4 separate regions of the Mus musculus genome follow, and all the other regions are linked to region 1. A link is a contact called in public Hi-C, Micro-C and promoter capture Hi-C data. All regions are on one chromosome and are shown on one strand. Each heading gives the region's core, a stretch centred on a gene start, on an enhancer-like site or on the middle of the called end of the contact. The rest is flanking DNA. Distances are from core to core; before and after follow the strand shown. Region 1 holds the start of Czib (CXXC motif containing zinc binding protein). Region 2 holds the start of Ssbp3 (single-stranded DNA binding protein 3). Region 3 overlaps Tut4 (terminal uridylyl transferase 4). Region 4 holds the start of Ndc1 (NDC1 transmembrane nucleoporin).

The links. Promoter capture Hi-C pulls out the DNA fragments that hold promoters and counts their contacts. A called contact is a pair of places that touch in the nucleus more often than the background predicts.
Region 2: a contact with region 1 is called in a promoter capture Hi-C map of erythroid cells, with 13 times the contacts expected there. The contact joins the promoter of Ssbp3 here to the promoter of Czib in region 1. A contact is called at or near these places in 2 of 39 promoter capture datasets (erythroid cells and pre-B cells).
Region 3: a Hi-C map of bone marrow-derived macrophages shows a contact between it and region 1, with 4 times the contacts expected there. The contact joins the enhancer-like site here to the promoter of Czib in region 1. A contact is called at or near these places in 6 of 39 promoter capture datasets (the C10 cell line, the HPC-7 cell line, cranial neural crest and 3 more), 1 of 484 Hi-C or Micro-C datasets (bone marrow-derived macrophages) and 1 of 115 datasets of contacts at active chromatin or transcription factors (pro-B cells).
Region 4: a Micro-C map of embryonic stem cells shows a contact between it and region 1, with 4 times the contacts expected there. The contact joins the promoter of Ndc1 here to the promoter of Czib in region 1. A contact is called at or near these places in 3 of 39 promoter capture datasets (embryonic stem cells, liver and neutrophils), 4 of 484 Hi-C or Micro-C datasets (CD4 T cells, LSK cells, embryonic stem cells and 1 more) and 4 of 115 datasets of contacts at active chromatin or transcription factors (astrocytes, cardiomyocytes, effector CD8 T cells and 1 more).

What each region holds. Positions count from the first base shown.
Region 1 is chr4:107,886,486-107,893,619 of GRCm38.p6, forward strand. It overlaps Czib (CXXC motif containing zinc binding protein), which reads left to right and starts at 3,341. Exons shown (of 8, transcript NM_001347160.1): 1 at 3,341-3,411; 2 at 3,634-3,717; 3 at 4,980-5,036; 4 at 5,470-5,551; 5 at 5,737-5,768; 6 at 6,849-6,926. The coding sequence starts at 3,406. Magoh (mago homolog, exon junction complex core component) reads left to right here. Exons shown (of 5, transcript NM_001282737.1): 5 at 692-939. The coding sequence ends at 791.
Region 2 is chr4:106,907,580-106,914,713 of GRCm38.p6, forward strand. Ssbp3 (single-stranded DNA binding protein 3) reads left to right here and starts at 3,891. Exons shown (of 18, transcript NM_023672.2): 1 at 3,891-4,333; 2 at 5,324-5,396; 3 at 5,626-5,687. The coding sequence starts at 4,278. Gm52672 (a long non-coding RNA gene) reads left to right here. Exons shown (of 3, transcript XR_003955091.1): 3 at 1-13.
Region 3 is chr4:108,541,932-108,549,065 of GRCm38.p6, forward strand. It overlaps Tut4 (terminal uridylyl transferase 4), which reads left to right. Exons shown (of 31, transcript NM_175472.4): 22 at 80-157; 23 at 335-512; 24 at 731-778; 25 at 863-945; 26 at 6,124-6,239. Among named protein-coding and RNA genes, the nearest start is that of Gm22345, 7.9 kb to the left of the region's middle. Within about 2 kb of position 4,325, at least 2 of the 459 cell types and tissues checked have an H3K27ac peak or open chromatin away from gene starts, as enhancers often do. A contact at or near this core is called in bone marrow-derived macrophages, where this site is marked.
Region 4 is chr4:107,365,512-107,372,645 of GRCm38.p6, forward strand. It overlaps Ndc1 (NDC1 transmembrane nucleoporin), which reads left to right and starts at 2,536. Exons shown (of 18, transcript NM_028355.4): 1 at 2,536-2,637; 2 at 3,246-3,366; 3 at 5,751-5,852. The coding sequence starts at 2,578.

The sequences.
Region 1 (7,134 bases), core at 2,091-4,590:
AACTAGAGAGTAACAGGGAGTTGGGAGAGCTGAGAGGTGCAGGACGTAGAAGGGAGGGGCATCCAGTTTGAAGGAGGAGCTTCGGAGACGCTTCTAGGACATTGGTTGATGAGGAACGTCAGCTGGGCGCTTTCTCTGCCCCTCTGAGCTTTCACTCCAGTATCTGGCTCTTGGAGGCTTCATTGATAAAACCAAACAATTCAGATTTTGTTTTAAAGAAACAACATAGGAATCTCATGATTGAGCCATTCTGATGTGTGTATATATATAACAAGACCCAGCCTCAAAAACAAACAACTTTTAGCCCCCTCACCCTGTGTTGGGGTGGAGGTAGAACTCTTTGTTTAGGTTTGTGGTACTAGGAGTTGAACATAGAGCATCTATCCATCACTGACCTGGTTTCCAGCTCTATGTATAGTTTTGTTTTAAAAGCACAAGAGACAAAATCTGTTTTAGAAATCACAGTTTTTCCCCTAAACTTTATATATTTTCACAGTAAAAACAGCATGGCTTCCTAATATATCATTTTAGTAAGTGGCCCTTGTTAATGGACATGTGCTTCCTCAGGGTTTATTACTGTAAATATCTTTATAAGGAGCATTTTTATAGTAATCGGGGTTATTAATTTTTTTTTGGTATTTGCCAGTTTTCCTCTGCTTCTTAAACATTTTGGTTTTCTTTTGTGTTTTAGGGATCCGGAAGGCTTGCGAGTATTTTATTATCTTGTCCAGGACCTGAAGTGTTTAGTCTTCAGTCTGATTGGATTACACTTCAAGATTAAACCAATCTAGATATTGGATATTGTGGACACAAGGCGGGTGGGAGTTTTTAGTTACCATAATTAGGATTTTTTTTCTGTATATTGGGGCAATTTTTATAAACAATAAATGATGATCTTTAATAAATGCGATAACATCTTTTTTTGTTATTTTTCTAAACACCTGAATATGTGAATTCTCAGTCTGTAAGATACAAACATTCTGTGGGAGACTTGACAAAGCAAAGAAAAAAACAAACCTAAGCAACTAAGAACTGCCATTTACAGGAAATGATGGGGAAAGGTTTAAAAATTCAGTGAGGGCCAAGGAGATGGTTCTGGCAGGAAAAGCTTTAATGCATAAACTTGACCACTACCCACAGCCCTGGGACCTATGCTGGGCCTGGACTAAGCCACCCAGGAGCAGAAAGCGATCCTGTCTGAGCAAGGTGGAAGGCAAGAACTGACTCAGAACTTCCACCCCTTTGCTGTGCCATGGGTGTGCGCTAGCACACACACTGCTGAATATTTTTTTCAATACATTGAAGTTGAGAACCCCATTAGCAATATTCTAGGACAAGGTACCTGGGTTTTGTTTTGACCACGCCTCCCCTCCCTTTCCTGTCCAGGATGACTTTGAACTTGGGATCTGTCTCCCAAGTGCTGGGATTTTAGGCAGGTGCCACCACACATAGTTCAACCTGGATTTTTAAGTTTCAAGGGAAATGGAAACCCTGAAGATTTACAAGATGACTAATTGCTGGAGTTATAGCTCAGTAGTAAAACACCTGACTAGCATTCATAGCTTCTTGGGCATAAAATTTTATTGTGGTTGGGCATTTATTTTTTATTTATGTATATGGGTACATTGTAGCTATCTTCAGACACACCAGAAGAGGGCATCAGATCCCATTACAGATGGTTGTGAGCCACCATGTGGTTACTGGGAATTGAACTCATGACTTGTAGAAGAGCAGTCAGTGCTCTTAACCACTGAGCCATCTCTCCAGCCAATGGCTGGGCTTTTTAACATATCCTTTATTTCCGTATGAAGGAAAACTGTTCAATAGGTAGATTGGCAGGAACTTTCTCTTGCCATTACTTAAATTTCATGGCTTGCTGAAAATAGCTGATTAGATGGCATCAGAAGGAATGGGACTTGATAGGGTTCATTGGTCTGAAGGGACACGAGCCTAAATACATATCCTTAGAGACATTCCATTCTGAGACAAGGTCCCAAGCATCCTCAAGACTTTTCATACTCCGTTAGGGATATCATTAATATGTGACATGTCAGGATGCCAGACTTCTGAGACACTTAAAGACCAGTCTGGTGGTGTCCAACAGGCAGGGGGATGGCTCAGCGGTTAAGAGAACTTGCTGCTGTAGTAGATGACCTCATTTCTGTTCCTAACATCCATAGGGTGGCTCTATCAGTGTGTCACAGAGTGTTGCGGCCGGCTCACATGTCTGGGTTCTAGCCTGGGAGGCATCTTGGAATCTGGAAGAGAAGAGGGAGCTAGGCGGCGGGAGAGAGAATGGAACCAAGACAACTAGTCTGCTCAAGGTTCAATTTTACTATTCCCAGGCACTGGTTTATGAAGAAGGGGAAGGAACCCATTCCCGCCAAATCATCCTTGGAGTCCAGTTTCAGGTGACAACTTGATTAACTCCGGAACTGCTAGGCGGCAGGCAGTAGCAGTGGGAGTGGTAGAACGATAAGGTGGCAGGCTCCAACCCCCCCCCCCATGCTCTCTTCGTGCTATCAGTGAAACCTGTTCAGCCAGGTTTCAGGCTGAGGGGGGGGAGGGTACAAGAGGGTTATTTATGGTGCCCTCTTTTAGCCTTGGTGGGAGCTGCATGCATGTGGAGCACATACATACTACCTGCCAAAACCAAAATAAAATTTAAAAAGACTGGGCCATAAAAGTGGGAGCCAAGCATGGTGACACACGCCTTTAATCCCAGCATTCGAGAGGCAGAGGCAGGTGGATCTCTTTTGAGTTCGAGGCCAGCCAGGTCTACAAAGCGAGTCTAGGAGAGCCAGGGCTATAATTACACAGAGAAACCCTGTCTCTAAAAAATAAAAATGGGGCATGTTTTCGAATGTTGGTGCTCCCAGCTCCTGCAGTGTCGGTTAAATATATGACTAAGGTGGGGGAAAGTCAGCTCTGTTCAGGCATAGCTACCACGAGGACATGGACACAGGGCAACCCTGTGGGAAAAGTCGCAGCATCAAATCGTGTACATCCAGTGGGCAGTTTAGAGGGCGACTACCCATCATCTGGGAGGCTGCAGCGTAATCTGAGCCTCAGGACCACAGGTAGTGAGAAGTCGGATAGAGAACCGAGAGCCTAGAGAGGTCTGGCAGAGGTTTCCAGCCCGACTATCTTGCCTGCTCAGTGAAGGCACAGATTGAGAATCAGGAACCATCTCTGGCATTTGCGTTTACATCGGTTCCAGCAAACCTACCGAAAACAGCCGAGCCCGGCAGGTTAAGGAGGGACAAGCTAGAAAACGCCAGCCTACAGTACCACTCACTAACGCCCCGCTCCCCGCCCACCCGCACTGAGGCTGCGCGGCGACGCCGGCCTTTTACGACGGGTCGGAAAGCAGCTGTCGCAGCGACTTAACGTGGACCGGCAGCTATGGGGGTAAGGAGAGGCTAGTCGCCATTGGGGCATCCCGTCTGGTAGTAGCCCAGTGAGAGATGGGTCCGAGGCGGCGAGGGGCTCAGAGTGGCGAGCTCAGAGCAGGAGAGAATGGAAGGCGTGAGGCTCGGGTGGCGGGGCTTGAGTCGGGAGGGGCGGGGTGGGGCGTGGCACGCAGCTGAGCGGACGAGGCCTTGCACTCAGCGTGTCCCGCCCTCTTCTCAGAAAATCGCACTGCAGCTCAAAGCCACGCTGGAGAACGTCACGAACCTTCGGCCAGTGGGCGAGGACTTCCGGTGGTACCTGAAGGTGCGACGGAAGGCGGGTTCCTCTAGGGAAGGGAGGAGCATCCGGAGGCAGTGGGGCATCTTAGGGCTCAGGGCCCAGCCTTGATCACAGTGTTGAACTGGGAGCTTTTCTAAAAGTTCCACCGGGTCTGAGGTGCTTAACCAGGCATCTAAGTGAGATCTTCAGGATGGAATTTTAGATTTTATTTTTATTGATTAAACGTTAGTCTTATGTAATCTAGGCTGGCCTTGCGCTCTTTATGTAGCGAGGGATGACTTTGAACTCCTGATCTTCTTACTAGGATTACAGATGTTCGGCCTCCTCACACGGTGGAGTTTTGTGGTTTTATCCCTCTTCTGTTCTGGCGGGTATATCTGAATTTGGGGCCTCACGCTAGCACTCTCCTGATGTGAAATCCTTCCAGCTCTTAGTTTATAAACATACACGGAACAAAATATCATTTGAAGGGACCCTGTGCTTACTTAATATAGTGAATAAACCCACCTTGTTTTATTTGCTGGCTTTACTTATTGGGAAAGTTGGCCACCCTTTGACCTCACACAGTGCTAGTAAACTGGGTAGGTACCCTGCCCTAGAGGCCCAAACAGTGTGACACCCTTCATCGTCCCAGGCTGTGCTTTATTCTCCTAGTCTATCTCAGTGCCTCACATACCCAACCAAAGCCATAACTGATCACTCTTATTCCGCCACCCCCGCCCCAGCACTAGACAAGTGCAACACCATCGCACCCACAGCTCCTATTTCAAAATGTTTGGAGCAGGAGTTCCAGGGCCCATCTGAAGAACTTTGACTTGAAGAAACACAGAATAACAAAGGAGAGAGAAACAGAAACAAAATGACAACCCGTTAACCCCAGACTCAGGACCCCTAAGCACAGAACCAACCAGCAGAGTTGCTGGGGGCTTGAGACAACCTGGAGTCCCCAGCCAAATGGCACAGATTCTAGAGGAGGGCAGGGGTGCCAACATCAGAAACACCTTGTTCTTACTTGGAGATAAATCGGCTCATGTCCCTATTGGATGCTGTAAGAATCCCCTAGAAGATAGGATGGGTCTAGAGGCACTCACTTGTATCCCAGTACTTGGAAAGCAGAGGCAGGAAGATCTCAGGTTCAAACACATTTGGGCTACACAGTGAGAGTGCATCTAAGATAAATTAAGAGAAGGCAGTAGGCTATGAGCTGGCCTTACACCGTGCTTCCCCTTCCCCTGTGTCTAAGGAAGCTACCTGCTCAACTAATAATACTCTTTTCCTTCCCCAAGATGAAATGTGGCAACTGTGGTGAGATTTCAGAGAAGTGGCAATACATCCGGCTGATGGTAATGGTCCCTACCACATGCTCCTGGGCAGAAAATTGGGGAAATTGGATTTCATCTTTCTTTCCTTTAGCCACTTGGGGGGGGGGGCACGGCAGGTGTTGAGAGAGCACCAATGTGACCCTCGCAGGGAACAACAGACATCTTTGAGGCAGAGTTCAAAATCAAGAGGGACTTTTTTTCTCAACCAGGGGAAGACTCCTTAGGCTTCTGCCCCACCCAGGGGATTGAATCCAGGGCTTTGCATATCTCTACTACTACTCTACTGAGCATGCTCTACTACTGAGCTCTCCTCAACCCTCTTGTCACTTGTCAGCAAGTGACTCACTTCTGTGGTCTTAGTCTGTTCCACTGGATGAGGTGGTGGGATGAGATCTCTCTGGGACCCTTACGTCTAGCTGTTACATGACTAGAAATTCTGTTTGCTTCTTGTCAGGACAGCGTGGCGCTGAAAGGAGGCCGAGGCAGTGCCTCCATGGTCCAGAAGTGCAAGCTATGTGCACGGGAAAACTCTATTGGTAGGTCGGGTGCTGCCTACCAGGCTCTTCCAGGGTGACTGGAAGCAGGCTTGTGTTGTCAAGGGGTGGACCTAGGTGTGAAATACTAAAACCTGTGCAGGTCTCTCTCTTTCCCAGGCTGTGTCTGGGCACCTGAGTGGAGTCTGGGTAGAGATTCAAGTCAACTTTTCCTTTTTATATTTCAGACATTTTGAGCAGCACCATCAAGGCTTACAACGTAAGTTTCCTGCTGTAGTGTCAGGGATGGTGGGATTAAATCTGAACTGATGGCTAGGAGTGGGGTCGAGAGTAGCTGCATCAGAGTGGCCTGCCCCTGGACATGGTCCCATGTATTTAACTCTTTGTTTTGCTTAAGACTAGGTCTCACTAGGTAGCCCAGGCTTGGCTCAAACTCATACTCCTGTTTCAGCCTCCTGAATGCTGAGAGGCCAGGTACTTGACACCACGTCTCCTGCGTATTTACTCTCTCATGCACCAACTCAGTGCTCACTTGCTCCGTATCTTTTGTCCACCATATCCACATCATCCACTGGGTAATACTGCAGTTTCCTCCTAAAAGTACACAGGATGACAGTCTGGGCAGTCTGAGCCCAGGGGTGAGGTAGGCAGGGCTCCTGGCTATCCACCTCCCAAGAGGTGCGCTCTCCATACACCCAGCCTTCCTCATGACATGGTGGATGTTTGGTTTCTGTTTTGTTTGTTTGTTTGTTTGTTTGTTTGTTTATTTGGTTTTTTGAGACAGGGTTTCTATGTATACAGCATTTTGCCTGCATGTATGCCTATAGGCCAGAAGAGGGCACCAGATCTCATTATAGATAGTTATGAGCTACCATCTCTAACAACCACTGGAAATTGAACCTCTGAGCCATCTCTCCAGCCTGACATGGTGGCTGGTTATCCAAAGGCCATGGTGTGCTTACTGGGACCATGTGGACGGTCTAGAGCCCTTGTAACTTAGCATTCTTGTCTTCTTGGTCACTTACCATTCATTGACCCAGTGCTTGGCTCTCAGTGCATGATTCAGATCCTTACAGTAAGTAGGCCGGGTTTCCTCTGCTCTGCTGACATGCAGGAAGGTTGACCAAGGATCCTCACTCTTCTGCACAACCTGTGTCTACAGAGGTCCTCTCTGGAGCAGTACCCAAGACAGGCGTTTTGTTTTTATAAAGGGCTAACTTGTTCTGGGTCCTGTTCTAGGCTCAGTGGTGTAGTTAGGGCCCACAAGGTAGAAAGGGCAGAGGGCATTGGAGGAGGTGGTCTCCATTGGTCCTGCCTCCTCAATACACTTCCTTTCCAGGCTGAAGACAATGAGAAGTTCAAGACGATAGTGGAGTTTGAGTGCCGGGGCCTTGAACCAGTTGACTTCCAGCCCCAGGTATGTGGCTTTAAGGCTCTCTGGGGTGGGGATGAAGCAAGCGAACTTTGCTTCTTACAGAGACTGAAATAGGAATTCTCCATCTTGCTTTTCCCTTCTTGTTCTAGCACTGAGCTACAACACAAATCAGGAAGTCTATGAATAGTAACTGTCACGTATGAAATGCCTACTGTGTGCTGTGTTCCATGCCCATCACCTTTCTGTGCTA
Region 2 (7,134 bases), core at 2,641-5,140, 980 kb before region 1:
TGGAATTTGCACCCTTCCCAGGGAGCCCCTAATGCCCGGGGGTGGGGGGGGAATTCCAGCCCAAACCCGGGCTGACTAGGGGCTGGCCAAGGCTTCCTGCAGAGCTGGTGGCGATTTTGATGGAAGAATCTCCGTAGGATTCCCTGGACTGTGCTGGGGGCAGGAGGGGGGAAGGGCTGGATGCTAACTAAGCTTCTGTCCCAACAGGCTCAGAGGGGAGGAGGGCTTAGCCTCCAGCAGCTGTGAGGAACACCACCACACCACCAAGAGAGCTGAGAACCAGCCAGAGGAAACCAGATACCCTGGCGTCCTTGGCAAGCACGGCTTCCTTGGGTTGAGCTCACTGGCTTCAGGTCTCTTTCGACTGCTACCTTTCCAAGGCCTGACCCGCTCCAACCCTCCGCAGTCTTGGGAGAGGAAGAAGCGGGCTAGTTTTTCATCTGTCCTGATCCTTGTTTCTTTTAGCATCGTCGCTGGATGTGGCAGTCCCCAGTGGAATGGCAAGCTCCCTCACCCCAAGGAGTGGAGTCATGTTTCTATGGGGGTGGAGGGGGGTGTGCTTAGTGGATCGCACTCAAGTAAGGTGTAGCCTGGTGCCTGGCACTCGGATCTGGTCTGCTGGAGGAGTAACTTACTTGCAGCCTGGAAGCTTCGGGGTGGGGGGTGGGGTGGGTGCACAGGAAGTCCCTCAGTAGGGGATTCGACCGTCCAGCTGGAGTAAGGAAGTCGTGTGTCACAGGAAGAGGCTCCCAGCAGAGAGTTTTACAACAGTGGAAGCCTCACAGGATAAGTGGTTGTGTTTATGTCTGGGTTACTACTCTGTGCTCGGGGTAGCGTATGCTACATAGTAGGTGTTTAATAAACAGGTTCTGAAACAAAAGGATTGGGAGAGGAGAAGTTGAAAGAAATGGCTTGGTCACTCTGGGATGTGACAGTATAGTACTTCCAGGTGGAAGAGGCTGTGGTGGGTGGGGCTTAGCAGAGGGCGTGGTCTGATCTAATCCTATTGTGGGTGGTGTCAGTTTCTTATCTCTTCACCCAGCCCAGAGCTACTTCAGGCCTGGGGTGTTGTTTTTTTTTCCTCCCCTGGGTCCCCTGGTGTCCCGTTAGGTCCGAATACACACAGGTATGGAACCTGTGCTGGGTTCAGGAGATACCCAGATGATTAAAATGTAGGTCTTCCCTTTCTGTCTGGTGGGGCAGACAGACAGTAAACAAGTGGCTTACACAATGGGCTGGATAGAGGGAGGACTTCTTTGTAGGTTCAGTTGAACAAATGAGATCCAAGCTGACGGGATCGGAGCAGGCAGTTTTGGAAGGCGCTATCTGTGGAGGAGTGTTAGGTTTTGAAGATAGTTGAGAGAAAGGGCTTGGGGTGAGGGGCATTCCAAGTAGAGGTGTCAGCCCAAAAATGTGCTCTAAGGGAGGCAGGAGAACCTAGTGGGAAAAGATAAGTTAGGGGCAGAAAGGCCACCTATGGGTGTTTGGGCCTGCTTATGATCTGACTAAGACTCTGGATAACTGCCAGCTGCAGCATGCTAGCTGGGGCTGGAGAAAGGTCTGTCTTCTAGGGAACCCTTTAGCTGCCTCTCCACTGCCAAGAGCTAAGACACCTCCCTCTGGTCTCTCTGCCTAGGTTCTCTCACTGTTTCCTTTAGCCAACCAACCCACTGGGAGCCTCACTCTGTCAAGCCTCCACAAAGGGCAGACCACAGAGATTCCGAACAAACAGCCCCCCCCCCCTTCCTCTCACACATGCCCAGGAAGGAGGGGCCAGTCCGTTTGCAAAGGAGAAAAGGCAAGAGGAATAGTAGCCTGTTGGAACATCAGACTATCCAGAGATTTTAAAAGACCCCTCCTCCCCCAGACCTTTGCCAGCTGACAGGCGAGGATGAGCAAGGGGCTCTGAGGTGGCTCAGCTCTTGGGCTGCTAGGCATGGCCAACCCGGAGAGGGGGCTTCGGCAGTGGGCCCCCGAAGGGCAGTGCCTTCCCTCCCCCAAGACCCAACTGGTCCTCCTCATCTGCGGGACCTGCAGACACCAATGAGTCACTGTGTTGACAAACCATCTCTGACCATTCCTAGCCCATCAAAAATGGAAGTCCAGAGGAAGGGTATGAGCAGACCGATTTAATTAGCGCGGGCTCTAAAGGTACCTTAAGTTGGCCCTATTAAATTAAACTGCCTAGGGGGAAAAATAACTGTAATTATTTCCTTTTCTCTCCTACCATTGTATTTCAACTCCCAACCTCCACGCTTCTCCCTTTCTTGACAAGACAACCTTTAAACTAGGGGCTGGCATTGGCATCCCCAAACTAGGTCTCAGTGTTTCTCTTTTCTGCCCTTCTTCTGTCTGAGCTCTGGTTTCTAGCAGAGAGCAGAGTCCAGAGGGGTCCACGGTGCTTGGCTGTATTCTAATTTAGGGAGGCTGTTACAAGTGTAGAACATTATTCCAAAAATGCACCCGGAGTCTCCTTCCTGAACCAGTGCAGATCCGTTTGCCGTGGGGCATTTCTTTTAAAAACCCCTTTTCTCTCTTCGGCAGGGCAAAAAAAGCAAACTTTAATGGTAGGGAATTATTGTTTATTTTGTTGAAATCTAGTTCTGAGTTTTCCTACTTAAAACGTGTTTTCCCCAGGACACTGACCTATCCTTTAATTGTTTGGTGTGAGGCATGTTAGGGGGAGGGGCGTTACTTGTTTATTGGAACAGCGCAGTTAAAAAAAAAAAAAATCAACCTAGGCTAACAGTTTCAAGGCTCCCCTAAAGATGTATCCAAACAGGCAGCCAATCAGCGCTTACACAGCTTTTCTGCTTGACTCTTTTAAAGAGACAGTGCCGACAATGTTTTATCACATTTAAAGAGAACCGCGCTCTAAAAACAGTATGAAAATGGGGAGCCATCCCTTATCTCACCAGTTTTTGATTTGGAGACTCCAATGAGAATACACTGCAGGTTTTTGGGTTCCTCGAGTGGACAGAAAGGAGTCGTGAGCAAAAAGCTTGGTCACTCTGCCAACCCCCCATTTCCCATTGTACACCTGGGTCATTGACAATGGAAGCTTCCCCTCCCCCCACGCCCGACTCTGGTCCCCTACTCTCCAATTTAGCTCCATTTATTTGAAGTTTGAGATTTCTGCGGCGCGCATTCCGAGTCGCGAGGCGTCCAGGTGACGTCCCTCATCCAAACGGAACCCTTTCCCGTGGAAAGGCGAGAGGCTAACTTGCCAGGGCTAGCAAACCTCAGAAATTTGAGAGAAATCAACTCTCTTTCCCTCTAGTCCAAGACCTCTTTTCCCTCCTACAGCTTGCCTGGAGCACGCCAAGGGCCATTTTCGCGCGGCTCCACTTTGGGGTTTCCCAAAGTATTTTAACGATCTAGTAAAGAAGCAGCCGCGCGCTTTGGCGCCAGCTTCGGCCGCCCAGCTCCGCGTGCAGCCCTGGCCGGGGCTCGGGAGGCAGGGCTGGGCACAGGCAGCCCGGGGTGGGGCGGAGAGGGGAGCAGGGCCGGCCGGGGTCCTGGCCCGCTGAGGGTACGCTCAGCACGGGGAGGCGGGGGCGCTGGGGGCTAGGCCGACGCGGAAAGGGGCGCGCCGGGCCAGCCGGGGTCCGCGCCTGCTGTCGCAGCGCCCAGTCCCCGCCGCGCCGGCCGGGTGCTCCAGTCCACGCCCGAGCCCCTCGAGTCACCGCCCCACCCCAACGCCAAGGCTCGCCCCCCGCTCCCCCGGCCGGGGCACGAGCGGGCAGCGGCTCGCGGAGGAGGCGCAGCGGGACTGGCGCGGCCGTGCTGACAGGCGTCCCTCTCGGCCTCCAGGCCCGCCCCCGCGCGCCGATTGGCCGCCGCGGCCGTCCGTCGCGGGGCGTGGACGCCCGCCGCGCTCCTGCCGGGGCAGCCACGTTCGGTTGAGCTCCAAGTAGACCAGCGGCGGCGGCGGCGGCAGCGGCAGCGGTGCTGAAGGCGCAGAGGGCGGCGCAGGCGGAGCCGGGCGGCGGGCGCGCGGGCCGCGAGCAAGCGAGCTGCAGGCTTCGGGCGGGCGGCGGCGCAGCTCAGGCCGAGCCGGCGCGGGAGGAGTTCCAGGGCGATGGGGCCGCGGCCGGGGCTGACGCTTTGACAGCTGGAAAGAGCGCGGAGCCTGCGCCTGGGAGGGAGGGAGCGCGGCGAGCGGAGTGCGAGCGAGCGGGCGAGCGCCGGGAGGGGGCCGGGAGCAGGGCAGCTCGGGAGACCGGACGGTAGCGGCGGCGGCGGCGGCGGGCTCGGCGCCCTCTTCTCTGCAAGCCATGTTTGCCAAAGGCAAAGGCTCGGCGGTGCCCTCGGACGGGCAGGCTCGGGAAAAGTAAGCCTCTCGCGAGTGGGGCCGCGCCGCGGGTGGCGGGAGGCAGGTGGGCGCGGGGGTCGCGCCGCCTGGTGCCCCTGGGGCCCGGGTCTCTGCCCCGCGGCGGCGGCGGTGGCGTGGAGAGCCCATTGTTGGGCGCCGGCGGAGGCTGGGGCACCCTGAAGGGGCGGCAGGGCAGCGGTGGGCGAGGGTAGTTGGTAGGCGCGGGGCAGAGCGGGCGCGGGGGTCCGCGACGAGGGTGGGCGAGGTCCCACTCGGAGCCGGTGCGCTCGGCCCGCTGGGCGCGGGGCCCTTACTTTGCCCACCGAGTGCGGGCAGGGGGCGCGTGGCTTTCTGCAGCCCCGAAGGCTCCTTTTGTCCGCCCGCGGCGTGAGGAGTGCGTGCCGGGGGCTTTGTTCGCCCGGGAGCGCTCTCCCTACCCAGCCAGCGGCCTCCCCGTCAGCCCGGTGCGCTCCGGGGCGTCCGGGCTGGGCTGGGCTGGGCTGGCGGCGCCGGCCCGGCCCCAGGCTTGGGGGACAGTTGTTTGAGGGGGAGATGCTGAGGGCGGCGCTTTGCTGCCCTCTCCAGAGCGCGCCAAGTACCCGGACTGGGACCGAGTCCGTTCGGACCCCAAAGCTGGGCTAAAGCAGGGAGCTGAAGTGGGCTGGGAAAAGGAGGGTGGCTCAGGCAGGGCTCTTGTAAGGGGCTTGCGAGTTTGCGAGACCTAGGTGGGTTTAGTCCCAGTGCCACTTGGAAGTTCAAGTTTGGGGACCGGTCTCCGGCTCCCGCGGCTTGGTGCAGCTTGTCTGTGGTACCCACCCACTAGCTGTTCTGTCTGGGGTGATAGGTACTCACCTCTTGTCGTGGCCACAATGGGATGGCACAGACCGGGCTCACAGTCACTGGCAGGGTCCAGAGCGAGCCTTAATGTGATCTGACCTCTCTCTCTCTCTCTCTCTCTCTCTCTCTCTCTCTCTCTCTCTCTCTCTCCTCTCACTCCTCACTTTCCAGGTTAGCTTTATACGTCTACGAATATTTACTGCACGTAGGAGCACAGAAATCTGCACAGACCTTCTTATCAGAGGTGAGTGGGACTCCTTCTCTTTCCCTAGCATCCAGTTTCTTGACACCCCCTCCTCCCCACTATTCTTAGAGCCTTTGTTTTCAGGAGCAGCCACTGTGGCCACCATTTTGAATTTTTATCACCTTTTGGCATTTATTGTTAGTTGGTCTTCACAGCCTTTTGGCTGGGGAAGGCCCTGCGTCCCCCTCCTTTCTGCCCCTCTAAGCTGCCTCCGCTCCCTCTTTTCTAGATTCGATGGGAAAAAAACATCACACTGGGTGAACCGCCTGGGTTCCTGCACTCGTGGTGGTGGTAAGTTTGTGTGATAGTTTTGTGTGTGTGTTTTGTTTTGAGGTCCGGGTCCAAGTGAACAAAGACGGGGGTCCAGAGCAGGCCCTCTACCTTTAGCCTCTGCCTCCTACGGACAAGCACCCCTGGGTGATCTGACCAGGCTTGGCAAGGGAGAGTGGGCAGAAGAGGCTGCGTGCTGCCTCAAGTTTTTGCTGGCATTTCTCCGCCTGTGGGGACTGACTGAATTTTGTTATGCTTTTCCATCTCACTCTGGGGCACCAAGCAGGGGGCTTAGAAAGAGCTGGAAGGGTTTTTTTTTGTCAATCCTGCATGCTGCTTTAATTAGAGGAGTGGGGGCAGGGCGGGTGGAGGGGACACCAGGTCCGTTCTGCAACTGGCCTGTCCCTTATGTTTGCGTCCAGAAACGCCAAACCTTAAGAGGTCTCCACTGGGCCTTTTCCAGGGACCATGAGAAAAGCAAGAAGGGCCGCACTTCCTGTAGAGACACTGATTCAGACTGACTGGACCTTCCTTTTCTCCGTCTCCCCACCCCCCCAGCATCCCTGCAACCACAAAGCCTTATTTTACTGAGAACCTTAACCAGCCAGAGGTGGCCTGGCAGGATGCCTGTAGCTTGTTCAGGACCGGCTCTCCTTATCTTTGACCCTCTCTCCAGGCCTGAGCAGCCTGTGGTCTTTTTTGCAGGCAGGAGGGAAGCTCAGGGTCAGAGCCTTAAGCTAGTTGTCTTGAGTGTGTGACCTGGATGTCTTGTGGGGCTGATAGGTGGACTCTTTCACATCCTTTTGAAAAGGAGAAAGGAGGAGGGGTGGCTTTTGATATGTTGGTGGAGTTGAGTCAAGTGTAGTGTCGTTGGGATGTTAGCACTACCTGACTGCCAGCTCAGGGTACTGTTTCAAGGCTCTTTGAACATCGGGAGGATGAAGTGTCTGTTCTAACTTGTGCAGACAAAATGAGTTTTTAATGGCCTTTGCCAACCACCCAACTGCCTGGTCGGAGGAGGCGGGTGGTGTGGCGCAAGGATTCCACCTGCGGGAGTGGGTGATAGGTTGGCTGTTAGAGGTGAGCGAGCGTGTTGATGGGATTGATGGATCTGAGTGCTGTGGGTCTTAAAGAAACTTGGGCTTGTGGGTAGACGTTATTTTGAGGGTGCTGGGAATGAGGGTGTCTTGAAGTCTTTGCAGTGTGGGCTTTCCAGGAAGCAGTTTTGGAGGAGGAGAGTAGTCCCTGCCTCCATCTGCAGTTGTGCAGAGACCTGGTTGTCCTGTGGCTCCTGGAGTCAAGTCCTGTGGCTTTTCAATCCTTGTTCCAGGAGTGGAAGGTTGGCTGTACAGGCTCAGGTTGTGGTGGCTGTTAGGGGTTGTGGTGGCTGTCAGGGGTTGTTGTGGCTGTCAGGGGTTGTGGTCTCTGGCTTGTTAGGATGTTTACTCTGCGGCTGTTTTTGGGGGTG
Region 3 (7,134 bases), core at 3,075-5,574, 660 kb after region 1:
GATAAATCCTAAAATGATCCGGTCTTGTAGGTTATTAGGTTGGATAACTTAAAATCTAATAATAATACTTTTTATGCAGATCTTTGATGGGAAGCAGATTCCGCAGAGAATGGTTGATGGATGGAATGCCTTTTTCTTTGATAAAACAGAAGAGCTGGTAATTTTTGTATAATTATTACATTATAGTATACTGGATGGCATTAGGATATGCATACTTTAATAATTTTACTTGTTTTTATTCTTTATATTTTTAATAATATGTAACCTTTCTCTTCTTTTTCCTTATCCTCCTCTTCCCATATTTCTCTTTTCCTTCCCATTTTGTTAACTGAAGAAAAAGCGTTTACCTTCACTTGGGAAGAACACGGAATCACTGGGAGAGCTTTGGTTAGGACTGCTTCGCTTCTATACAGAAGAGTTTGATTTTAAGGAGTATGTAATCAGTATTCGGCAGAAGAAGCTGCTGACCACTTTTGAAAAGCAGTGGACTTCTAAATGCATTGCAATTGAAGGTGACTGTTTACATTACTTTCAATTCAAGAACACAAAAATTTAGCAGGGAAAGCTGATCTAAAAAGAGTCAACCTCTTGTTTTCAATCACTTAATTTTAAGAGGATAATTCACTCACTTGGATAGTTTGCGAGTATATAGCACTAGACTCCTGTTTGGCACACTCTACTTTATGGCATAATATTTATAAATATTAATTTATGAATATTTCTTTTCTAGATCCTTTTGACTTGAATCATAACCTTGGTGCTGGTGTTTCTAGAAAAAGTAAGTTTTAAAAGTAGAGAATATGTGCATTCAAATTTCTGATAAGTAGTGTCTAAATCTTTTGTTATATTCTTTCTTCAACAGTGACTAATTTTATTATGAAGGCGTTTATCAATGGAAGGAAACTTTTTGGTACCCCCTTTTATCCACTCATTGGCAGAGAAGCTGTAAGTTTATATTTGAGAATTTTATTTTCTTTCTTTTTCTTGTAGAACTTCATTGACATTTCGGGTTTTTACAGATGGCAGAGTGCAAGGGAGCAAAACCTCTGATGCAGATTTTCCCATTCTGCAATTCACAGAAAGGAGAAATCTGAAGTATCAACTTACCACGAATCCTGCTTAAAATCTGCTGTGGTCGCAGTGTACTGGATTAGACAGCAGAGACAGATTTCCTTTTTCTGACTCCACTTGCTGTTTTCACACACTGCTGTTTGGTCTCACTCAGCTTTTGCTTGCTTTCCATTGCTTAGGAGACCAGAGGAGTTTTCAGTTTTAGAGGAAGAGACTTTGAACAGAAAAAAAAAAAAAAAAAAAACTTGAGAAAACCCATTTATTTGTCTTTACATAAGAATGTCCCTAGAAACTTGATCAATCCAGTCTTAGAACTCTTCTTTTTGATGGTAGGGTAAGAAAAGCAAAACACTTTTCCTCTTGGACATCCCCTTAATAGTAAATAATAATTACATTGGCAATAATTAAATAGGAGATTTCAAAACTCAAAAGTTTTGAAACACAAAATGATGTAGAAAAAAACATAGTAGTTTCATTAATCCATTAACATAGCAGAACAATATTTAGTGACATCTTACCTGGAATTACGGTAATTTTGACTATGTGCATATTCAATAGGAGATACTATATGAGTCCTTAGTTAACTTAAATGTAATAATTTCACCTTATTAATAAAAGTTTTCTAATTTTTTATAATTCAGTGCATTGCAACTAGTTATACAGATAGAAAAATCTCTAGTTTTGTCTTTTATTTAGCATGTAAACTAAATGTTATTTTGATACTTATAAAGAGGAGTCTAATGTGGGCAAAACACCTATAAGCATGAAAGAAAAGGAAGTCTAAAAAGGAGTCTATGAGCTTGTTAATCCTTTTAAAATCTTTTTATTCTCTTTTAATTTTTAGTATATGGTATTTCATAACTTACTGTAATTTATTTTCTTTGGGTCTTTGTCTTTATTATGTCAGTATTATAACTTAACAGGAACTAATTATTCACTTTCATGCTTACACTTAACATCCTTCTTACGAATAAATATGTTGTATACTTGTAAGATTGCCCAGAAAGATAAATATGCTGCATTTGGTGGCTCACCGGTTTAATTTCAGCCCTTGGGAAGTGGAGGCAGGGGGATCAAGGTCAGCTGGTGAACGTGAGGCCAGCATAGGCTTTATCATGAGACCCTATCTCAGAGCCTCCCCCCCTTTATATTTTCTAGTCTTATCTTCTCATTCTCACTTTATTTTTTTTCTACCATTTGGTTCTCTAATATATAGTAATATACTTTCTCCTTATCCATCTTATGTCTCCATTTTCTTTTCCCATTTGAACTTGTCTCCTTTTTGTTTCATACTTTTCCTTACTATATAGTGCCGACTATCCTGTGGTATTCATATATGTTCAACCTTATACTAACTCCAGGAATCATTTGTCTGTGTGTTTGAATAACACTAATGGGAAAAGAGTCATAAACCTAGACAATTTCTAAAGTTTAGTAGAATTATAAATTAATACTTGCCACCCTCAGCTGGACTTTCAGTAAAATTTGATAGTCTTATTATATCTTTAGTTACTTGTAATCTCTCATCCTATAAAACTTATTTTAAAGGGTTGGAGACATGATGCAATAGATATTAATAGCTCCTGTAGACTTCAGTTCCCAGTACCCACATCAGCTCACGACTGTCTGTAACTACAGTTCTAGGGCTCTGGCCTCCATGGGCACCAGGCAGCATACATATGGTGTGCACACATCACACATACATACAGATACTCACATAAATAATTAAGTTTTTTGAAAATGTTTTATGTTTTGTTTTAATCAAATTTCACTAAGTTAGAGGATAAAGGGAGGGAGCCCCCATCCCACTCTGCCTCTTTTCAACCTACTCTGGCACATCAAGCCTCACCAGGACTAAGTGCATCCTCCTCCCCCACTGAGGCCAAACAAGGTCGCCCAGCTGGGAGAAAGGGATCCAAAGGCAGGCAACAGGTTCCAGGTCAGAGACACACCACGCAGATTGTTGGTGACCCACTTTATTTAGTTTTCCTTTTTTTCCTTCTTGTTAGAGATGGATTACAGATATTTGCCATGGATTTTGATTTAAAACACTATCTTTGTAACCTCAAGTAAATTACTTTCTCTACACACACACTCATAAAATTACATTCCTCTTAATCAGTAAATTACATAGTTTGACTTTCTTAAATATATAAATTTTTGCAAATATTTTTGCTCTTTCATTACGCAGATTCTTGAATTACATTTCATGTTTGTCTATCACCTAAATGTCTTAAAGTAATTATTTTCATAATATTTCAAATCTCAAAACTAGGTCACTAATGGTGAGGTAATAAAACATGAATTGAAGATCATTTAGGAGTAGAATGGCCACTACCAGATGATTAATTAGTCATGATAGATAAAGAATAACAGTCTGGATGATGCCTGTTTCTGCCTTAAGCAACTGGAAAAATGATAAAGGAAAATTTTTTGCTGTTTTTATTTGTTTATTGTTCAGTGTTTTGTAGAAAATAGAATTATAATTATACATAGTGGTACATACCTGTAGTCCATGGATGTCAGTCTTACAGGGCCTCTGTCATTTAGTTTCTTAAGTCTGCCTGAGTTTATTTCTGTGTCCATTCTAAGCATGTTTGCTGTAATACTTTAATACTTGGGCTTCTTTATTCATTTTCTAGACTCTCTCTCTGCCATTTGGCTGCCTGCTTGCATGTTACTATACTAGCTTAAACATTCTTGTTGAGGTATAATTCTTTTTTTTTTGATAATTTTTTTTATTAGGTATTTATTTCATTTACATTTCCAATGCTATCCCAAAAGTCCCCCACCCGCTCCCAAGAGGTGTAATTCTGATAAAGTATAATTCAGAGCTTTTCACTAGGCTGAATATTTGGCAACTATATCAACAAAATGTATATTACTTTTATTTCTGAGTTCTTTTTTTTAAAGATATATTTTGCACTTGAATTATTTGGTTGCATGCTGATTGCTGTCTGGGTTTGTACACTTGAGTATCTGTCCTTGGAATACAGAAGTGTTAATCCACTTGTAGCTGGAGATACAGACAGCTGTGAGCTGCTTCACGTAGGTTCTTGAGATTGAAATTTGGTCTCCTGTAAGAGCCGTAATTGCTCTTAATTTAGGGTCATCTCTCTAGTTGTTCCTCCCCTACCTCATTCACATACACATTCTTCTTCCTCTTCCTCCTTCTTTTCTTCTTCTTCTTCCTCCTCCTCCTCTTCTTTAAGAAGAGGAAGCAGAGGGTCATTATGGAAAGTAAGAAAGAACTCCCGATCATAGGACAGGCTCCAAGAGAGTTCCTCTTTCTTATTCTTAATCCATTAGTCTTCTTTTAGAGTTTATTCTTTTTGTTCAGTTAGAATCATGCAATATGTGATCTTTTTGGTCCTGGTTTCTTTTACTAAACATAATTTTATATTTCCTACATGTAGTAGCATGTGTCAATACTTTATTTCTTCTTAAGGCTGAATAGTGTTCCACTATATAAATATACTATATTAATCATCCATTTGTTAGTTGTTTAATTGGGTTGCTTTTGTGCTGTAGCTGTTATGAGCAGTGTTTTTATGAATATATGGGTAATTTTTTCATGACTATGTTTTCATTAAACTACTCCAAGAAGTAGAATTCCTGGCTTCATTGATTATTCATATGCTTGTGTGTTTAACTTAGCTTTGCTATTTTACAGTCATAACCAGAAATATATATGGTTTTCAGTTTTTCTACACTGACCATTGTTTTATATTCAATTATTTTTATTACCAACTTATTTTGGTATCTCTTACTTTTATTCTATGTTTCCCAATGTTTTATCAGCAACAAATTTGCTTTCCTGGCTTCCAGGAGTATAGCTATTCTTAGGATAGACTAGTGTTCCTGAAAAACCGAGCATTGACAAGGTTCAGCAAGGGCTAGGAAAAAAGAGAAATCAACTTAGTATGGAGACTTGAAAAATGTTTTCTAGACTTCTCAGGTACATTCCACAATATACATATATATATACACACACACATATGTATATATATATATCTATGTACACACACACACACACACACACACACACACACACACACACACACATATGGTAAGTATTACATATTCTTTAAAGGCTATTTGCAGAGGTAAAGAGATGGCCCTGTCATTAAGAGCACTTCATAATTCAGTTCCTAGCACCCACATGGACAGCTTACAACCACTTGTTATTCCAGCTTCAGCAGACTTGATGCCCCCCTCTTGCCTCCTGGGCTCCTGCATGTACATGGTCCATGTAACCTCATGGACAGATACCCATACACATGTTTTTTTATTTTTTTAATTGCAAATCTAATTAAGCAAGATGATTTCTTTATATAAAGTCATTTGGAAAGGAGAACAATTCCTTTGGTTTTTATGGGTTGGGGTGGTGGCCGGGGATTTTTGTTTTTGTTTTTGAACCAGGGTTTTTCTGTGTAACAGAGCTCTGAATCGGCTGGACTAGAAATTCTTTGTAGGAGTAGCATTGTTTAACAGAAAGCATGAGCTTTGTAATCATTAAAGAGAAAACTTTAAATATTTCATATGAAACCTAGCCAATTTCATTACCATGTGCAAATGATTTAAATCTCTGAGGTGCAGTTTCTTTTTTCATAAATTGTAGTTGAAAATAACATTTAATTTATTGAGGTTCCACTTCTCTGTAGCCTCTTTGCATTGTACTCTATAATGTGGTGGATACAAAGTATTAGTTCTGTTACCACCTATGACTTTATAATAATTCTAATTTTTTAAATCAATTAATTATTTTTGTTTTAAGCCAAGGTTTCTCTTTGTATGTCTGGCTTTCCTAGAACTTGCTCTGTTGACCAGGCTGGCCTCAAACTTAAGAGATCTACCTGCCTCTGTCTTCCAAGTAATAGGTAAAGATGTGTGCCACCACCACCACCTGGCATAATTCTAAATTTTATTTATTTTGTCCAAAATTTCAATTACAGTGAAATATTTGCTAATGTTGGGACTTTTTTTCATATCGATCTTTGTATTTTGGACATTTTACATTTTTTTAATAATAAAATTGTATTATTTCTATAGGAGTACTTCTTTGATTCAAGAGTACTAACAGATGGAGAGTTGGCTCCTAATGATCGTTGTTGCCGTGTGTGTGGAAAAATAGGTCACTACATGAAAGACTGTCCCAAAAGGAAAAGGTTGGTAAATCATTTTCTATTAACATTATAGGGAAAGTATATGTGAGACTAACTTGTATTTATAATTTTATTCAGAAGTGTCTTAAGTACGAAAGTTTAATTTTTTTAAGTTCAAGGTTTTTAATTGGCTTTTAAGTAAATAAATGTTCATCTGAGAGGAATTTTTGTTAATGGTACTCTTATATCATTTGCTTATTCACTCAGTTTTTTTTAAATAGAAATGTTTATTGAAACATGCTATGTGTTTGGAACTGCTATGAGCAAGAAGAAAAGGACTTCCTAGTTAATGCAAGTTCATACAGTAAACTGAATCCTAGAGCTACATGTTGGGCTGTATCTGTATATGATTTGAATTGAGAAACACATGTCCTTTATACCACCTCAAGATATATCTGCTGGTCTGGACATGGTGGCACACACCTTTAATCCCAGCACTTGGGAGGCAGAGGCAGGGAAATCTGTGAATTACAGACCTATGTAATAGAAAGATCCTGTCTCAGAACAGCAGCAGCAACAACAAATCTAGAACAAAAAAAAACCAATAATAACAGAAGAGAAGATATGTATGTGACTCATGCATTTGGAAGTTATTAAACAGAAAAGCCCTGTCTTCTGTCTTAGGCAAGGTGCTTATTTTCTCTAAACCACTGTCTTTACAGTAGCAATAAGTAGCAATCTCTAAGGATCTTAGAAGTTTAAAACTGGAGATTAAACTTTTTTCAAGTGGCTGAGGACTGTGGAAACCCCTTTAATCCCAGTACTTGAAAGGTGGAGGCAGGAAGATCTTTGACTTGGAGGCTGGTGGATTCTACATAGCAAGCTGTATAGTGAGAGCGTTTCTCAAAAATTAAATAAATAAACAAACAAATAATGTCATAAAACGACTATGATACTT
Region 4 (7,134 bases), core at 1,286-3,785, 520 kb before region 1:
GGTTTCCTTCAAGCTCAGTGGCTCATTTTTCCACAGTTGTGACCCTCTTCCTGTGGTCCAATATGACCCTAGTTCCCAGCCACACCCTGAATCCTGGCAGATGAATGGAGGGAGGGATTAAAAGGTGAAGACTGGCCGGGCGTGGTGGCGCACGCCTTTAATCCCAATACTCGGGAGGCAGAGGCAGGTGGATTTCTGAGTTCGAGGCCAGCCTGGTCCACAAATTGAGGTCCAGGACAGCCAGGGCTATACAGAGAAACCCTGTCTCGAAAAACCAAAAAAAAAAAAAAAAGTGAAGACTGAAGCCAGACTCGGGTGGTGAATGAATTTTATCCCAGCAGAGGCAAAGACAGGCCCATCTCTGTGAGTTCGAGGCCAGCCAGGTCTACAAAGTGAGTTCCAGGACAGCCAGGGCTATACAGAGAAACCTTGTCTAGAAAAAAAAAAACAACAACAACAACAACAAAAAAGTTTTCTCTGTGACTTGGAAAGATTTCTTCTTGACAGGTTTATTCTTGATCAACCAAGTATAATCCCAGTTTGTCTTTTGGCTCAGGTGTGATTGGTATTAATGTAATTTTGGAAGTTAATATGATATCTTAAATAAGCCAAGAAGCCATTGTTAGCAAACAGTACAGAGTATCTTGTGCCATCTCAGTTTCTCTCGGTAGCCTATGAGTTTATACAGAGTGAGCAAGACACCATGTCTACCTCTGCCTTCCTAGGGTGTTGAATGTTAGCATTGTAAAAAAGCTGTTAGCACTACTCACCTAGGTTTTTGATGAGGCCAAAAGTAATCAGAGAGAGGAATTTGAGCCAGTGAGAAGTTGTATGTGTGCATGTTTGTGTTTGTATGTGTGCACATTTGTGCATGTGGGTGTGGAAGCCAGAAGTCTACTTTGTGTGTTGTTCCTCAGGCTCCCTCCACCTTGTTTCTCCCAAGTGCCTACAGCTCAGAGTAGGCTTGGCTCACTAGCTATAAGCCTCATAGAGCTCCCTATCTCTGCCTGCTCAACACCTGCCCACCTGCCCAGCACCTGCCCAGCACCTGCCTAGCACCTGCCTAGCACCTGCCCAGCACCTGCCTAGCACCTGCCTAGCACCTGCCCAGCACCTGCCTAGCACCTGCCCAGCACCTGCCTAGCACCTGCCCAGCACCTGCCCAGCACCTGCCCAGCACCTGCCTAGCACCTGTCCAGCACCATGTTCAGGTTTTCCTCCTGGAGTCCAGGTACTGAATTCTTGTCTTCATGCTTATGTAGCTAGCTGAGCTACCTCTCCACCAATGGTAATCTTCTTTTTGGAGACAGCTGTTTCACATATTCCAGACTAGTCTCAAACTCACTAGCTAAGGATGGCTTTGAGCTTTATAGCCTCCTGCCTCAGTTTCTTGAGTGCTGCCATGTTTTGGGAGGTGCTGTAGGGTTTGGTATATATCAGGAAAGCATTTTACAACTCAGTCACACCCCAGCCTTCAATAGTTGTCTTATAGTATATAGTATTTACATCTTTACCCCATTAACAGGATGTTGTGTTTTTATCCTTATTTTACACTTGAAGAAATAGAGGCTCTGTGAGGATCAAGATGCTGCACTTAACAAGTATTAATAGCTGAAGCTAAAAACCAAAACATACCTTTCTTATCAATAAAACACTTTATTTTTAATAAAAGGAATTCAGTGAAGTTACTGAGTATTAAGACGGCAGCTTCAGTATCCTGTGGTTTCACTTTTAGAAAGATGCCATTCTGGGCTGAAGAGATGGCTCAACTCTTAAGAGCACTGACTGCTCTTCCAGAGGTCCTGAGTTCAATTCCCAGCAACCACATGGTGGCTCAGGACCATCTGTAATGGGATCTGATGCCCTCTTCTGGTGTGTCTGAAGACAGCTACAGTGTACTCATATAAATAAAATAAATGCATCTTTAAAAAAAAAAGAAGAAGAAAGATGGCATTCTGGAAGAAAAAGTGATATAACAACCTTTTCACTCCCAGTGGTTATTACAGCTTTAGTTAAAAAAAAGAAAGAAAAAAATAGAAGAGAAAGGGAGGGGCTGGGAGGTGAGTCCCGTAAAAGGCTGCTCCTCTAGAGTATCCGGGTTTAATTCCCAGTAACCACATGGCAGCCAACAACTGTAACTCCAGTTCTAGGACACCCCAACTTGCTTCTCGTTACACCGCGAGCCTGTACTTTGGAACTCCAAGTTCCAGAATGCAACGCTCCTCTTCCCCTTGGTTCTCAGGGGTCGTCGAGACTACAGTTCCCAGCATGCAGCACCGTCGCCCTTTGTTTTTGACGCCCAGATGGACCCTGCTTCGGAAGGACTTTTTGGACTCCAGAGGACGCTTCCTCGAGTCACAGCCCACCTGGAGGCATGTGGCTACGGGGAAGTTCTGGCCGGTTGAGTCTGTTCAGGCGAAGCTGCGGAGAGATGGTCTGGCGGCTTTGCAGAACCCTGCCCAGGCAGCGTACCGGGCAGCCCCAGCTGGGTCCTCCCGGGGCCTTCCTGCCTTTGAACAGTGGTGGCGGGCGGACACTCTGTCCCCGGCACGCTTGAGAGCGGGGGCCGCCATCTCCATGGCCACGGCTGCGAGCGGGCCCTGCGCCGGCGGGTCGCCGCGGGACATCCTTTGGCGCGTGAGTTAGCGAGCCGTGGCGCTCCCTGCCTCTCTGGCGGTGCCTGCGCGCTTGGCTAAAGGGGCCTGTCTTGGAGGCGCTTTAGGAATAGCGTGTAGGGATCTGACCGCCTCGGGGATTGGGTGCAAGGGTGTGTGGGCGTCCCCGAGTGGAAGTTAGGTCTGGGGTGTTGAGCTGGAGTCCGAAGTGGAAGTTTGTCAGCGTGGTTGGGATGGCCCGAATGGAAATTTGGTGGAAAAGTTGTAGAGCAAAAGGTTAGTGATTCGAGCTAATGCATAATAAATGGCTTGATTCCTTGGGCTAGGAAACGGGAAGGGCTGCTCTGTGTTGAAAGAATGTGGCCTTAGCAGACTCTGGGGTTGGGGAGACGCTAAACCGAGCATATATTCATGGTTTATTTAAGACAGCCTACTCTAGGCTTCAGCTAAGGAGAGCTCACCTCCTTGCATCCATTCTGTGTTTGGGGGGTGGGGAGTGGGCGCAAGGAGAGAAGTAAAGAGAATGCAAATAGTAGTGGTTCATGTTAATAGCCTAAATGGAGAAGCAGGATTTGCATGTCTGAGTTAGAGTAACTGACTTCTTGATTGAAGAGTTGTGTTTAATTTTAGGTTTTGGGTTGGAGGATAGTTACCAGCATCGTTTGGTCAGTAGTGCTTCTACCCGTCTGCATCACAGCCTTTATAGTCTTAAGCAGCATCAATTTATTCCACCCTATACAGTGGCTGTCAGGTAAGTGGTGATTTTTAATTACTGTCTGTATTGACATTAAAACATTACGTAAAGGCACTCACTCTCTGCATTTCTGCACTCACAGAACTGTCATTTTTGTTATATAAAATCAGTAAGTGTGTCAGGGATTATGTATGATGACAGGACAGATCATTAGAAGACTACTTATATACACAGCTAGGTGTGATGGCCCAGTGTCCTGGGAGGCAGAGGCAGGACGACCTGAGTTCAAGGCCAATCTGGGGCATATATATAGTAAATCCCTAGAGGTGCAGTAAAAAAGAAAAGGAAGCCACACAAGTATTTATCCTTTTGTCTTTTCCTTAAAAAAGGAAAAGAAAAGTTGGCTTATTTGTATTTTTCATGTGTATAAGTATTTAACTTGTATATATGTATGTTCATCACCACGTGTGTGCCTGGTGCTTATGGATCCCCCTGGAAGAGTTGCAGATGGTTGTGAGCCACCATGTGGGTGCTGGGACTGAACCCAGGTCCTTTGGAAAAGCCCTCTGCTGAGCCATCTCTCCAGCCCCAGTTCCCTTGTCTTTTCTTGTTTTTCCTTTCCCTGCCATCCATTTAAAATTGCAGATGGGAATTGTGACTGGTATTAAAAAAAAAGTCTAATCTAGCTAGTTGTAGCACATTCTTATAATCCAACTCTTAGGAGAGTGTAGCAAGAGGCTCCAGAGATCCTGGCTAGCCTGGGATACATATAGAGAAACTATTTCAAAAGCAATAAGAAAAAGCTATACAGTTATTTAAAGAATACTTTATTCTTATGTTGTAGCCAACAAAGAGAAGAGAGGCCAAAAACTAAAGAATGTCAGGGAAGACTTAGTACAAGTCTGCTGAGACAGAGGAGATGGAAACAGGCTGGATGCTTATTGGAATCTTTGGATGTGAAAATAAAATGATGATGTTAGGAGCTGGAAAGACGCTGAGAGGGTAAAGTGCTTGCTGCTTGAGTTGAAGACCTGAATTTAGATTCTCAGTACAATCAAGAGTCAGCTGTGTGATGCATATCCTAACCCCAGTGTTGTGGCTCATTGGCCAGCCAGCCAGCTGCTGAGCTCTCGGTTCCGTGAGAGACCCTAGCTCAAAAAATAAGGAGAGCCACAGAGGAAGAGAGCTAGTGTCGCTGTGGCCTTTACATGTGTGTGCATGAGCAAGCACACTCATACAAGACTCATTATGGTCCATGAGTTCACTGAAGCACAAATTAAAAAAATTAAAAAGTCATAAAGGTACAGAATAGGTTTTGAAGTCTTGAAAATATTCCCTAAGACTAAAAAACACAAATTACTTTGGGAGATTTTTTTTCTCAATAATATATTCCTTATTTTTCTTATAAGAAAGTGTAGGCCATCAAGGAGTTAGAATTTGTTGTCGTTGTTGTTTGGCCTTTGAGAATATCGCTACTAAGCGATACAATCATGCTTTAGCTGATGTGTGTCATATTTGCTGAATCATGCAGGACTGATGAACATAACCCATAAGCCCTGGCAGAGATGGCAGATGATTAATTGTTGGAGACCTAGGAAATCTGGGATTAATTTTGGTTTCTGAATTCTACTTTGAAAATAATTGCTTTCATTATTAAGTGAGTCTATTCAGCCAGCATGTCTCATGTCTCTTTCTTTTGTTCATATTTTTAGATAGTAACATACTCATAGTTTAAACTTGGAAGCATGTTGGTTGTTGAGTGTCTGGTTGGGTTTTGTTGTTTAGACTAACCCTTTTTAGGACTGGTAAGTTACACTGTTTCCACATTACTTTTCCTTAGCTGAGGCACTAATTGCCTTTACTATATAAAGTTCAGAAATACTGTTTACATTTTGAAAACAAACTTGGCTTGTTACTATGGTAGCTTTCCTATGATGAAATGTTTACATATGGTTGTATTTTCTCTGTTAGCAACATCTGTGTGAATTAAAAGAAATTCTAATACCATTTTCCAGTACCCAAAACAAAATCTGAATAATTTACTTTGGAGTTCTTGTGTTGATGTCCTATTGGACCTGACAGCAGCATACAAGTAAATTCTTAAAAATTCTTTGAAAGTTAAAATTATAGTTGTAGAGTCTGTTGAGATGGCTCAATGGTTAAGGATGTTTGCTGTCTAAGTGTGGAGACCTGGGCTTGGATCTCAACACTCACAGAATAAACCAGGTATCCCGTAGATGCCTGTAACGCCAGCTAGGAGAGATCTAGTGCCCTCTCAGGCCCGTGCCGTGTACACAGATACATTTAACGTTCACAAATACATCTGCATACACAAATAAATGAAGTTAAAAACACCATAGTTGTAGTTCAAATGTTGCAGTGTGCTGAACACAACTGAAAAACTGAATGAGCATCACTAATTCATTTCTCTTGTGTTTTAGATTCTTGCAATGACTTCTATAGTTCCCAAGTCATCTTTCACCTCCTGCTGCTGGCCGTGGTCATTATAATAATAAGTATTTTCAATGTGGAATTCTATACAGGTAGGTTTCAGAATTTTAACTTTCTTAAAAGTTTGAGCATCAGATGTGGTGGCACATGCTTGTAATCTTAGCACTGAGTAGGTCTGAAGGAGGGTCACCATAAGTTTGAGGCCAGCTTCCGCCACATAGTGAGTTAGACAGTTAGCCTAGGTTAGATGGCAGATTTTGTCTCAAACAAAACAAAAATAATTCATCTTACTTAGGGCAGACTTTAAGAAATGTGTGCATAGCTGTATTCTGTTATCCTTTCAGTTGTACTTACAATTACTTTGGTGTTTCTCTTTTGAAGAGACATTTAGACCTTTCATGATAGTCGTTTATGAGTCTGCTGTGGGGAAGCTGGGTATATAAAGAGGTCAAGTCATAAAGACAGAGTGGACTGTTAGTGCCAGGGGCTGCAGCACAAAGGGGTCAGGAGGGCCTGGGGCAACTTGCCAGCAGTGTGACTGTCCTCCTGTCTCAGAACTGTGCATTTAAAAATGATTCAAAGGTAAATTTTATTTTATATTTTGCCACAATGAAAAATGTAAAACCTTTTATTAGTTCACAGCTAGTGTTAAAGCTGTGAGTTAGTAAATGAATTATTAGATAATTCTTGTAAGGTAGGGGACTACATCTGGACTGACCTCAAGGTTATAACACTCCTGCCTCAGCCTCCTGGGCACTGGGATTGCAAGCATGTGCCACTGCATTTGTGGCTGTTGACTTATTTTTTCTTTCCCCAAATAACAAAGTCTGTGGTTTTATAATAATTACAGAAAGCTGGGCTTTCCCTTGGGCGCAGCCTGGATTCCAGAACAGTGCCCACTTGGCTTGTTCCTTCTCTGCCTTTCCAGATTCCCGAGTGGTCACTTACGGCCTTTCTGATTATTTATCGCTTATTCATGTATTCCATCTACTTATAGTTTTTGCTGTAACATCTCTTAACTCTTTAGTATTTAAAGAATTCTATATTTAAAAATAGTGTGTAAAATTTTAAGTCCTTACTGGGTATTGTAATACATATTATTTTTCTTTGCTTTCTTAGTGCTTTCTTGGTGGCTAGGTCTCTTTGTCTAGTCAGCCCTGTTCAGAACCCCTTGGCTTATGGCCTGTGTGCTCTTTCCCTCTCTCCTCTGCTCCTGGGCCTTCTCTATGTAGGGCCAGGTGAGGGCGCTCGAGTCAGCATTTTTAGTTTACTTTATTTTTATTTTTATATTTTGAGACCAGTTTTCTCTGTGTAGACCAGGTTGTCTTAGAATTCACTCTGTAGACCAGGCTGGCTTCAAAGTCAGTGAAACTT